Linked DNA regions of Pan troglodytes: region 1 is linked to region 2. A link is a contact called in public Hi-C data. All regions are on one chromosome and are shown on one strand. The core of a region is the stretch at or near the end of the contact, and the rest is flanking DNA. Distances in the headings are between cores, read along the strand shown. Region 1 holds the start of MSX2 (msh homeobox 2). Region 2 holds the start of NKX2-5 (NK2 homeobox 5).

The links. A called contact is a pair of places that touch in the nucleus more often than the background predicts.
Region 1: a Hi-C map of induced pluripotent stem cells shows a contact between it and region 2, with 4 times the contacts expected there. The contact joins the promoter of MSX2 here to the promoter of NKX2-5 in region 2. A contact is called at or near these places in 2 of 7 Hi-C or Micro-C datasets (both in induced pluripotent stem cells).

What each region holds. Positions count from the first base shown.
Region 1 is chr4:172,371,904-172,378,165 of NHGRI_mPanTro3-v2.0_pri, forward strand. It overlaps MSX2 (msh homeobox 2), which reads left to right and starts at 3,371. Exons shown (of 2, transcript NM_001135625.3): 1 at 3,371-3,796. The coding sequence starts at 3,418.
Region 2 is chr4:170,896,119-170,903,086 of NHGRI_mPanTro3-v2.0_pri, forward strand. It overlaps NKX2-5 (NK2 homeobox 5), which reads right to left and starts at 1,501. Exons shown (of 2, transcript XM_518104.8): 1 at 954-1,501. The coding sequence starts at 1,287.

The DNA of each region.
Region 1 (6,262 bases), core at 2,121-4,620, 1.5 Mb after region 2:
CGCTGCCCCTCCCCCGCCCCCTTCTAGCCGCTGGGATCCAGCGTTCGGCCCTCGGGGTTACAAACGCTGCGTTCTGCGCGCTGTGCTCCACAGTTTGCAAGGAGTGTTTTCTCCTTGGGACTCGCCGCGCGCGTACGCGGTTGATTCAAGAAGGGGCCTGGCGGGTGTAACGCGCCCCGGGGAGCGCGGGAAGGTGCAGGGTTGAGGATCTGCGCTCAGAGGCCTCAGCCGCGCGGGGGGGATTCCTGGGTCTCCCACTTCTACCTGCGCGACCTTGGGCAGAGTATTAGCGCTTCCCAGCCTTAGGCATTCATCTGTGAAATGGGAAAAATAATCTGCTAGCAGCGGTGTGTTGGAAGAAACCAATAAGATCCTGGATAGGTCCAGGCACTAAAGCATCCTTCAGAGTTGATGCTTCCTGGTGGCTGAGTTCCTATTGGAACCCCGCTTTTTTGCTAGCAAATATTGCAGCTACGCATACATCCCTGGGAACTAACATTTACTGAGTGCCTTCTACGTGACAAGGCCAGTCACTCCGCTAGATCACTGTCCCCAAACCAGGACGCTTCTCAGACCGAGCCAAATTCTCAGCCCCGGAAATTTTACAAAGAACCTACAGTGAGGTCTGGGACGCACCTTATCTTTCGATACTTGGCAGGGAGAAAGCATTCGATACATTGTGATTGCTTTTGATATACAATAATGTTTTAACCTGGACCTCCTATGCCTTCTAGTTACTTTAGGTAGCCTATTGAATTTAATCACCACCAGAGTCATCTCAGGTAAGGATTATTATCTCTCATTTTGGAGATTAAAAAAAAAAAAAAAAACGCTGGCTGGAGGAAGCAATTTACAGTGCCCAAGGTCAGTCCGCCAGGAAAAGGTGAATAAAACGTTCTGAAAACGCAGCCAAAGTTGGATTAAATGCAGACTTGGGGCTTTCCATAAAGGGCTAGCGTTGTGTTGCGGTTCCAGCCCTTTCCCAGCAGAAGTGAGCCCCTTTCCCGATTTGTCTCCACCTCAGCAGAGAGCTGGGGAGGGAACTGGCAAAGACCCCAGGAGCAGGCTGGTTCCTCTCTCAGCATCTTTCCTATTCATGGTCAGAGCTTGGCACTCTGATTTTGAACACCAGTAATTTTTTTATCTCTGTTTTCCTATTCCTGGCTTTATAATTTATTTGTCTCTGCCTGGACTTCAGTATTCCAGAGTAGTAAAGGGGACCTGGCTTTTCCTTTCCCAGAGAAGTTCATTAAAATAAAGGAGTTCCAGTGGTATTGATTTTTGTTTCGAATTTCTCAGGAATGAGCCTGTGTGCCTTATAGCTGACAGATATTAACAAGGAGTTTTCAGGAATAATTATAAAACATTGGCTGCGTTTAGCCTAACTGAAAGGTGAACCCTTTTGTACACTTTGGCAGCTGAGGGCTAAACGAATTTCAGATTTGCTTCCAAAATATATAGCCTGCACCTTGCCTTGTACATCTAGAAGGTACAGAACTTAATCTGGATTTACCTGTACTGTATTTGAGATGCATATCAAATCAACTATCACCAGGTATGACTCAAGGGGAAAACGCATACATCTCCAGGTAGTTTTCATAGTTGTTTTTTTTTTAAACTTTTTTGAGCCTCCAGTTGGTTAAGAAGAAATGTGCATATTCTTTATAGTGAGAGAAAAACTCAGAAGTTTTAGAAGACTGTGTTTAGGACTTATTTACTCTTTTACTTTTTCAGGACCATCTTTAATCAAACTGAATTAACTGGCCTGTGCAGACTGTCTTTATCCTCTAAGATTCAGGTAATACTTTTTTCCAGTTCTCTCGGGCCAGCACAGTTTCACTTCAGGGATAGGTTTGGGGTGAAGCAAACAGTGCCTCAGAGAGGTACATTGGGAAGGGTACATAAGGGTCTGTAGGTCTAGGGGTCAAGTTTCTAATACTCCTGAACTGGGAGGTAGCCTCCAAGCCTTGGTCATTTAAATAATTAAAAACAATGTCTCTCCCTTCCAATGCTCTAGGGAATGTTTAGCCAGCATCTGCTGTAGGCGAGGTCCTGAACTGGGTGACTTCCTATTTACCTCGTCAGTCTCAGGATAATCGTTCAGATATAGGAAAAGACAGCCGCAGCCTGAAAAAAGTCGTTTGAAGCTAACCTTCTAGGTCAGGCATTTTGAGGACCAGCGGAGAGATCCGAGGCCTCTAATCCTCGAAGCTCGCTCTCCCCTTCCCCAGGCTGAGACAGTCATCACTGAGGCTTTGGAAAGGAATTACCGAGGGTATAATTTGGGGTGGGGTGGAGACATCTATGTTTTTATAAAAAACCAGGTGCCATGAATAAAAATGTGCTTCCCAAAATGATATGTAGGCCTGGGGTGTGCAAACTTGGAAGCCGGTATTTCTGAGACTTGCAAACGAGAGGGAGGCACTAGATATTGGCGACTTTTCCTCCTCCCCCCCACCCCCATTACCCTCCGAGGCAAACACTGGCATTCAAACACGCACGACAAACACAGGCTCAAACAAACTCATGAATGCACACTTGCACTGTCTTGAGAAAAAGGTCGGATCCGGATCGCGCTCAGAAAGGAGGTTCAGGAGACAAGTACAGAGATTTCAACTTTCTAAAAGTGCGCTGGATTTGCTTTCTAGTGAGAGAGATGGGGACAACTGATTTAAATTCTCCACTCCGAACCATTTGGGAGAGAGGCACTCCTGACCACTTCTCGGGCTCCTTCCGGCCCCTCTTTTCCAGGGGAAAGAGTTGTAATAATAACAGTGGGCGCTTTTGAGCGCTGGCTAGTGGCGAGTTACTCTTCTAAGTGCATACATTTCTTTCACAGGGATACTGGCCTGTGAGTTTCAGCACCGACTTTCTGGAATTGTAACGTAAGCCAATTTTGACGCATAGTAGGGGCTTCGTAAATGTTTCTGCAATGCTGTTTGCGAATCTTGAACTTATTCTGGCTGTAGAGGGAGAGTGGGATGGGCGCAGGGTCCCTTTTAAAGAAGGGTCAAAAGAGAGAAGAAATGGGACTCGGCGAACTTCCGCTTTAAATAATCGCTCTTAATTAGGTCTCGGGCTTTTCAGTTTCGGCGTGATTATAACCCTTCAGGGATCGCCTAATAACAACTCTGCTGACTGCTCCTGTAATTAACTCCTAATTTATTTCAAACAAGAAAAAAAAAAAAAAAAAAAAGGAGGGGGCAGCCCCTTCGGGAAGAGCCAATCAGAGGCGAGCGTCTCTGGCGTCAGCGCCAGGCCCGGCGCGGATTGGCGGCGCGCGTCTCCCACTTCCCCTCGGAGGAAAGGCTCAGCTCCCAGCGCGCCCCTCCCGTCTCCGCAGCAAAAAAGTTTGAGTCGCCGCTGCCGGGTTGCCAGCGGAGTCGCGCGTCGGGAGCTACGTAGGGCAGAGAAGTCATGGCTTCTCCGTCCAAAGGCAATGACTTGTTTTCGCCCGACGAGGAGGGCCCAGCAGTGGTGGCCGGACCAGGCCCGGGGCCTGGGGGCGCCGAGGGGGCCGCGGAGGAGCGCCGCGTCAAGGTCTCCAGCCTGCCCTTCAGCGTGGAGGCGCTCATGTCCGACAAGAAGCCGCCCAAGGAGGCGTCCCCGCTGCCGGCCGAAAGCGCCTCGGCCGGGGCCACCCTGCGGCCACTGCTGCTGTCGGGGCACGGCGCTCGGGAAGCGCACAGCCCCGGGCCGCTGGTGAAGCCCTTCGAGACCGCCTCGGTCAAGTCGGAAAACTCAGAAGATGGAGCGGCGTGGATGCAGGAACCCGGCCGATATTCGCCGCCGCCAAGTGAGTGCGCGCCGGGGCAGGAGTAGGAGGTAGCGCGGGGTACTGGAGGGAGCGGGGGGCGGGTGTTCCAGGGCTGGGGGTACCGAGACCCTTCTGCGTGCGCTACACTCCCGGGAAAGCAAGCCCAGGGCCTCTGGACTCCTGGGTGCCCGGGGCGTTCGGCGCGCCCAGTGCGCCGTCCGCATCCAAGACACCCTCTGGGTAATAACCGCGCTGTGTGTGTCTGAGACTCCCTCGACATACAGATTGTTCTTTCAAGAGCGGACCCCAGCTGGGTTTACGGGGTCGCTCGGTGGTCCGTTTCTACAGCCCTCGGCCCTGCGCTCTGGCCACTTGGCTTGTTTTTGTTTCACTGTTCCCCGGAGTCTCTGCCTGGGGAGTGAAGGAGATGGATCCTTGTCCAGTGAGCACTTGGATGTACCAGGAACGAGACAGGTTCAAAACTCAACCCTGAGAGTTGTGCCCCCATTTTAAAGATGAGCTAACTGGGCTTAGCCAGACATTGAGGAGAAACCATTTTCTTTCGTGAGTCCCGCGGGTGTCGAAGCCGGATCCCACGAAGGGATGGTGGCACCAGGGATGGTGGCATCAGAGTCTGGTGCGGGGAGGAAATGTCTCTCTGTGGTCTCCGCAGCCAGCACCTCCCCGGCAAGGTTCTAAGCTTCGCCGGGAGCGGGCTGGGGCCAGAAGCGCACGGGCTCTTCTTGGCTCACAGTGATAATGAACCGCCTTCCAGCAGGGCTTGAGAGTTTGCAGAGTGATGCTCACTAGCTCACCAGATCGAGATCCTCACTGGAACCCCCAAGTGTAGACACTGGACTTGTGACTACCCTATTTTTCAGACGTGGACGCTGAGGCTTTTAAAGAAGACGGCCTTTGCTTGTCCCAGGTTACCAACAACCACTGATTGGCCAGGGGGACCTGTTGCCCGCGCCCTGCTCCTCTGTTTGATATGCCCTGACCACTTTTGCGTCCTCTCCCCAGAGAGACTAGGTAGAGATCCTCACCTGCACCCCACTTGAGAATTGAGGCTGCAGAGAATTCTCCGCTTCAGCATCCATTTTTGGTCCCTGAGTCCTTTTACAATTTGGAGACGTCATCCTTGACAGCCTCTTTTACTTTTATCTCTTGGCTTTTATGGTTTCTCTACCCCCTAATTTCCCGCCACCCCATCCCCTACCTGTAGGAAAGGTGAGGGTGGGGGCTGTGGAGGGACTTTCTCCAAAGCTGAGAGAGATCCTTTCACTATTTACATCATTCAGCCCTCAAGACTAGACGCAATGTATTTTGTTAACAAAACAAGGCCGTATACCCAGGCGTCAGTGGCTGTCCCCTCTGGCAGTCTCTCTCCACCCTGTTAGAAACTCTGAAAGATTCAAAGGGCGAGGAGATTAAGGGACTCAAAGAATTTAAACTCAAGTTTGGATAGTGCTTTATAGCACTTTTCACCGTATTATCTTATCTCCTCTGTAGGGCAGCAGCCGGCCTCTTAACAGATGAGGACATTTCGGCAAAGTTCAGAGAGGAATCGGCAGTTTGGGCCTGACCAAAAAAAAAAAAAAAAAAAAAAAAAATCTTGGGGCCATTTAATGATCACCTACCAGGTGGCAGACAGGGCTCTGGGTACGCTTAAAATTTTAGTACTGTGGACCACATTGAGGGATTAGTGTTACTTACCCACTTTATCGACAGTGAGGTAGAGGCTCAGAAAATTAAAAGACTTAATTTGTTTGACAAATATTGAGTACATAGCTTACGGCTATGCCCAGCCAATGATACAGGCCTTAAATGGAGTAGTGTCCAGAGGTTAGGAATCCTGCCATCCTTTAGGCCTGTGGGTCTGGAAAGGCAATGACTACTACCCCTCCAAACATCCCTGCCCTGTGCTCAAGCTTCCCTGCTCTGGGTAAGGCAACCTCGGGCCCAGGCTGTGACCTTCCCATGAAAAGAACCAGAAATTCTGAGAACCGAGTTTATAACCTGCACATTCTGCACATGTATCCCGGAACTTAAAGTAAAAAAAACAAAAAAACAAAAAAAAAAACACCATGAAGAATTGTCGGTGCTTTGGGCCTGGAGGTGGCAGCGGGAACCCTGTGGTCAGAGCAGTGGGTCCTGAGAATGCCAGGCGACGGAGCCTGGGGCGAGAGGGAGCTACCCGCCCGGGCCTGATTTTGTTATTTGGAGGAAGTAGGATAAACGCTGTTTTGCCTTATATAATCGCATCCTTCCTCTGGCTGGTTTAAAATTAGGTGGGGGTGGAGGGATGGGGAGTGTTGCATTGGGAGGAAGCCTCATAGCTTCATGGTTTTGATACACATGTGCGATCCCGGTCACCTGGATTTCATAATTCAAATGTAACCCGAAGGACCAGCTGGAATTACCCTGCCCAGGCGCGCAGTGCTTCAAAACCCCACGTAGAGCCAGAAGCAAGAGTATATACACACTAGGAACTTGGTATCTGAG
Region 2 (6,968 bases), core at 251-2,750:
TTGGTAGCGATCAGTTCTAGCCGCCGTGCCCGCCCGAATTTGTTCCCAGGCCTCTGCTCCTCAACAAACCTATGAATTCTCTCCCGGCTCACAGCGGCCCTTCGCCCAGCGCTTCGCCCAGCGCCTGCGGCCTCCCGGGAATCGCCCGGGCTCCTGCCTTGGGCTGGGGGGTCTCCCAGAAGGCCCCTTTCTGCAGCGGGGCCGGCCTCCCTCCCCGATCCTGGGATGGCCTGCGGGGTGATCCCGCACTCATCTCGTCCACTCCCTTGTGCCCGCGGTAGCGCAGCATTTCCTAACTTTTCCACGAGGGAACCTCTCCGCCCTGGCCGCGCCGGCAAGTTGTGCTGAAAAAATAAAGTGAAGTCAGATTCCTGAGGGTCCGCAGTATCCCATTTTAAAATCAAGGCCCTCGATCCCAGACTCCACTTTCCTGGCGCAAAGAAAGAAAGGCACCAGAAACCCGGGTCGCGGGTGGGCTGCAGAAAGAAGGTCCAGGACCCTCCTCCGATTGTACGCAAAAGCTGTCTGGTGAGCAACATTTCAATTTCTGTTTAGCGGTTCTCATCAGATCTTTAAAAAGATTCGTAAATCCAAAGGAGATTTAAAAACAGAGATTATCTGCTTGTCTCTCTGTTCTGTCTACCATAAACCGATTTCTCAACTTCCTACCAGACCCAGGAGCAGAGCCGAAGCCGCCCGGTGCTTTGTTAGGCCGGGGGGAAACGTTTTTTGGTCTCTTGCTTCTGATCCTTTCAATCCGGCATTTCCTCTGAACCTCCGATTGGACGCGGGGCGCGGGAGCCTGGCGACAACACCAGGCATCTTACATTCTGAACCCCCCGCCGCAGCCCAGCCCTCGGCCCAAGGGCGCGTGTCTCCTCCTCCTGGCCCTGAGTTTCTTGGGGACGAAAGCGACCCAGGAGGGGAGAAGGGGGCCTGTGTTTCCTCCTCACCTTTCTTTTCGGCTCTAGGGTCCTTGGCTGGGTCGGGGTCGCTGTAGGCACGTGGATAGAAGGCGGGGGCGGCGGGAAAGGCAGACGCACACTTGGCCGGTGAAGGCGCGCGGCCCAGCTCTGCGCGCAGCTCTGGGAGGCCCGGCGCAGCCGCCTCGGGCCCAGCGTAGGCCTCTGGCTTGAAGGCGGCCAGCATGCAGGAGGAGGGCGCCAGGGTCGCCTCCAGGCGGGCAGAGAGCTCTCCGGCGGCAGCCAGGCTGCGCTGCTGCTGCTCCAGGTTTAGGATGTCTTTGACTGAGAAGGGCGTGGGCGTGAGAGCAGGGCTGGGGAACATGGTGGCAGCGCCAGTCTCACAGCGCCAGGTGGGCGGCAGAAAGCGGCGCTGCCCACGGCCCCTGGCAGCTTCCCTGCATGGTGCCGCCGCCCGCCCGCGCACCCGCCGGCCAGCTCTGGATGTGTCCGGGCAGCAGGTAGCGCTGAGCACAAGGGGCAGGAGAGGCGGGACCAGGCCAGAGGAGGGGGACTCAGCCTGCCATTGGGCCAGGGGCCTCGATGACAGGAGCGATGAGCAGTTTCGTGTCACCTAATATAGTCATACGGCAAAAAAAAAAAAAAAAAAAAAAAAAAAAGCCCTGCCCAGCTTTTTTAAAGGGGCCACGACGCATTTGGAAGGGTCTCCTTTTGCTCCTGCAGCCTGCGTTTGCTCCCTAACGTGAGCCTGAAAAGCCTACCAGAGGCATGCAGAGTCAGGACTCTGGGCAGGGCTGGATGGGTGTGGGTTTGAAGAAATATTCCTCAGCACCCAAACCAGAATGGGAGAGAGAAGGATGGGGTGGGAAGCGGTGGGGAGGAGAGTGATTTGAGGAAGGCTTTATTACTGAAGGTGGTGGGATGAGGGAGAGTCTGAATAGGAAGAGAAGCCTGGAGGACAGGGCTGGCTTTGGGGATAGCAGCAGGGCGAGATTCTGGACAATTCGGGGGTTTGGTTTGGCTTGGCCTACAGGGTCAGTCATGCCGCAGGCTCTGGGTGCTTCTGGGCAAGTCAACGAAAGTAAGGGCAAGGTGAGTGATGGCCAGGTGGGGTAGGAGTTGCTGCCTCCTACAGTAGTGTTATGCACAGCACAACTCCAGGGGGCATCAGTCACTGCCAGTACCCTCCCAGGGAAATGCCTCTCCCCTTAATAATGAAATAAATCAGGAATCCCAGCTGGTCAGCTCAGCTTCCCAGGAGACACCTGTCTTGTGGAGTGCCCCAGCTACCAGTCACCTTGTTCCCCCTGTTTGGAGGCCATCGATCCCACCTCCCTCCTTCCCGTGCCCTCCCTGCCTAGCAGCAAGGCCCTCAGGCTTCTGCCAACCTCGAGGTTTCAGGGTCCTAGCCCAGGTTTAGCTCTCAGGGAGGCGGGGCTCCTCTGAGCCCAGCTAGGCCAGGATTTCTCTGAGGCCTCTGGGCCGGACTTCCAGTGGGGCACCCCTGCGGCTCGGTCAGGCGCGTGGGGGAAGGGCAGGGCAAGTGGGGTGATCATGATCATTTTTAGCCCAGGGTCGGTAGAGTAGGGCACAGAAGTCAGACAAATCTGCCAGAGTTTCGGGAGCGCCAGCTGCATGGCCAGATCCCGCCCGGGTGGCCTCATTTCTCTGGGTCCCCGCACTCCTTGGGAGGTCTGATGAAAGCTTGGGGTCTTCTCCATTCCCCAGAACACTGCAGAGAAGAGTTTTATTTTGCTTACCATTCAGGAGTCCGGGCAGGCAGAGCGGGCCCAGATTAAGGACGCCTTCTAGAGCTGGGGATGACAGGATTTGTCAGTGGAAAAGCGTTGGCTTCTCACGGCCCTAGCTGGTACAGGGAACCGCGGGCGGGAAGCTGGGCGGGACGCGTGGACTTGCTGAGAATGGGGATGTGGAGGGCTTGGCTCTTTGAGGAGTGCGGGTTGGCAAGAGGCGCTTGGAGTAGAATAAAGGCGGCGCAGGGCCAAAAACTACCTAAAGACACAGCTCCCGCAGGCGCGCCCAAGGTGCGGAGGAAACGCTCCATGTATGGGGACAAAATAGTGTCTGTCCAGAACGTACATCTTGGGTGCTCAAACCCGACAGTGTGCCGTCTGAGACGCCGACGCAAGTGAAGTCAAGCATTGGCCTGATGTTGGGACTTTTCCTGTCCCTCATCAAAGCCACACTCCCAGGACCTGGGGCCTCCATGCTGGGGAGAGAGGTGAGCCCCGCAGGGCAGCCCGGGAGGCGCGCAACGCCCTGACCCCGGCTTCTAGGCGCCAGCCGTCAGTAGCAGGCCTGGGCTGCCACGCCGAAATCACGCCTCGAGTTTCTGAGCCAGGGACTACTGGGGGTCTGGAATTGTTAGTCTAGTCTGTGGAGGATGCCTTTTCTTAAATGTGGGGCGTTCAAGGCCCAGGAAACCTCGTCCCGCCACCTCTTCACCTCCCAACCCAAATTCTCCTTGGACGGAGCTGCATGTCAGCGGCCTTGCGGCCCTTCCTCGCCTGGACTTTTGGCCACGTTACCGTTATGGCTGTAAATTAACCTAGCTTGGGGGCCCGCCTTGCCTTTGAAGATTGTTTTCGAGCGCGGGCGGGGGTGGGGGGTCGTTGGAGAGGATGCCTATCGCCGAGGCGGTGACGTCTGGCAAACGAGCCACATCCGATTCAATTAAATGTCTCGCTGAAAAGAGCTCGGAACGAGGGTCCTGGGAGCGCTGTTAAGTGAATCTGCTGGCCGGGCGGCTCGCGATGACAGTTTGAAAGATTAGTGTGAGCCGACGCCTGAAATATTACCGTTTAATGGGGGACATCGAGGCTACATCCGGGATCCCTGTTTTTAGTTAGGTTTTTTTTTTTTTTTTTTTTGAGAGCTCTGGAGAAAGAAAAAAATTAGCATTGCCCTTGCAAATCAAGGTGGCAAGGATTTATTTCCTATTTTCGGGTAAGGGGGCTTCCTAGAACTGTCAGTCCTGTGGGTCAGGTGTTACAAAAAGGGAAGGAAAAAAAACTCTCCCTATTTGAACAAGATCAGTGACTGTTACACTCTCTATGCTCTTTGTGAATCGGGTAATGATTTCTCTTGGCTTCCAAAAAGGTCTTGGTGTTGCAGGAGAGAGGAGATGGGGCAAAAACGGACAAATACGTGCAAAATAGAAATTGGGGCGACCCATGCTGGTCTCCTTAGAGGAAAGTCCGAGAGCCATTTGCAACTTTTCTTTCCAGTCCTCACTGTTTCCGAGTGAGTTAAAAAAAAATCCCTCTAAATAGATCTAAATAGAAATTGCAATAGTTGGGGGTTGGGTGGGAGGAAACTTGATTCTCTGGCCCCCAACAGGGACACATCTTTTTTTCCCAAGGGCCGCTGACCCAACCTGGCCGCCTCTCTGCGCCGCAGTTTGACCAAACTAGCAGGACAAACAAACAGCCTTCAGCCTAGAGAAAGGCAGAGAGAGACAAAAGGAGAGAGAAGAGATCGAAAATCTATCTGTGTATTTCCTTGACTTTTTAAAGAGTTGGTGCTTTAAGATTATCCAAATTCCAGGGTGGCTCGAGCGCATTCTCCGTGAATAAATTATTATTAATTGAAAAGCGATCGGCGCAGCCGGAGCCGGCCCCCCTTTCGTGCAATCAGCAGGGCTGGTCGCAAAAGGTATATATGATTAATTGAAAGATAAGCTGGAACTATCACCGGGAATGTCATTAATGCGCCGGGGAGACGTCCATTGGAGACAGGCGGCGTTATCCGCGGCTTTATCTTCAACAACGCCTCGCTCTCGGCCCGCGCGGGGGAAACAGATGGGAGTTTCTGTCTGGGACGCTCGCCCCATGTTTATATTTTGGGAAGAATCGCAACTCGTGGGAGTCCCCGGCTGGCCCCCTGATAAATGAACATTAGCACTTTTTCGGACTACTGTATCAACAAAGGGGCTGCGGCGCTGCAATAATTGGCGAGAAAGCAAACAGAGGGCCGAGAGCGCGACTCTGCTCTTCGTCCGGCTGATGGATGAGCAGCTCCGGCTGCGCGCCGGACTCCCGGCCTCCGCCTCCGCCTCCGCCTCCGCCTCCGCCTCCGCCTCCGCGCCGGGGCCGGCCACTGGGCCCCTCCGCCGCCCCGGCTTCCTTCCTGGCCGGGAGTTGGGGGCGGGGGGCGACTCTGAGGGCCGCCGACCTCGCCCTTGGCTCCGGAAGAGTCCAGGCGGCCTCCGCGGCACCGGATTTTTCCTGCCTCGGGACGCGCCGCATTCAGGTGGCTCAGCTGGCACCAAATCCTTCTCATTTCCACGCTTGTTCAGTGCCCACGGGGTGTGCCAGGCGCTCTCACGGATCTCGTCACGGATCCTCTTATTCCGACTGCAGGCCTGAGGAGAATGAGGTTCAGAGACGTGGAGTAAGTTGCTCAGGTTCACACAGATGGGAAAGGACAGTGTCAGGGTGTTAGGATTCGAACACACAGCTGACTGCACAGCTGAGACTGTTTTCTTTTATTACACGTCGCTGCGCCCAAGACCGTACCAACTGGAGGAAGAGCAAGACCCCCACCATCACCCCCCACCCCGCAGCCAGGGGAGAGGACCAGGCTGTTGGATTTGAGATGCCAGGTCTCCCCAAACCTTCATAGACAAGGGAGATTTCCTGCATAAAGTTCATTTGGGAAAGAGAGGGGGAGAGAGGAATTTAACATGCGTTCATTTCACTTCCGCCTTCCCCTCCCCTCGCTCTCCCGCCTTTCCTTTCCCTTCTCCCTTCCCTCTCCTATTTTGATAACAGCTTTATCGAGATATAATTCGCATACCATACAATCCACCCATTTAAAGTATACAGTTCAGTGATTTTTAGTATGTCCACAGAGTTGTGAAACCAACACCACAATTTTAGAACATTTTTATCACCCCAAAAACAAACTTGTGGTCTTTAGCCATCAACTCCAATCCTCTCTCCTACCTTCCCAGCCCTAGGCAACTGCTAATCTATTTTCTGCCCCTATAGATTTGCCTGTTCTGGACATTTCATACAAATGGAATCATACAATATGTGGCTGTTTGTGTCTCGCAGCGTTCACTTAACATAATGTTTTCAAAGTTCGTCCATGCTGTAGCACGTATCAGCATCTTGTTCCTTTTAATGGCTGAACAATATTCCATTGTATGTCTATGCCACACTTCGTCCATTCATCACTTGGTAAACATTTGGGTTATTTCCACATTTTGTCTATTATGAATACTCCTCCAGCCCACTTCTACCTTACAGTCTGAAGCTTTAGAGTCCTTGAAAGGGCCCTTCCCCCTCCTCCATAATTAACCCTATCCTTCATGGGCATGGCATCTGTGCAGTCTCACAGGGCCTGAGCTTGGTTTAATGTTCCGCTGTTGCTGTCTTAAAACTCCTCATAAGTTTTTAAGCAGAGTCTCCACGTTTCTATTTTGCGCTGAGCCCACAAACTATGTAGTCAATCCTGCTTTCTGGGCTGTCTGAGCAGAGCACTGGAAATACTAACTCTCTATTGCCTGGCTGGGTTTTGGCTTCCTTCCCTCACCCCCCTACCCCTCCCCAGCCCCCTGCTAGCCAGCTAGGACAGACAGAAAGTCCCCAAGCTGCTTTAAGAGCTGTCCATGGAAACTTGCTCAGCCATAGGAAGGGCCTAGAGCCCACAGAAGGAAAGAGCAGATCCACATGGCTAGTGGATACTGTGCGTGTGTGTGTGTGTGTGTGTGTGTGTGTGTGTCTGTGTGGCTGTGAGGGGAGAGGCTAAAAGAGTGGACCATAGCTTTCACCCAGCCGCCAAGTGACTCCAGAGCTTGGTCACTGTTGGATTCTTGGCCTGATTTTCTCCATCCCTTCACCTACATTGACTGGGTGCCCACTATGTACCAGGTGCTGGGGTTGCACAGCCCAAGATGCACAGACCCTGAAAAAGGCAGGCGTGTGTCAGAAAGAGCGCTGGCCTCTGAGCCCGCGGTGGGTGTGGTCCTGCCTTTTCAGCAGTTGGCTCACCTTGAGCATGTCTCTTTTCCTGTCTGGT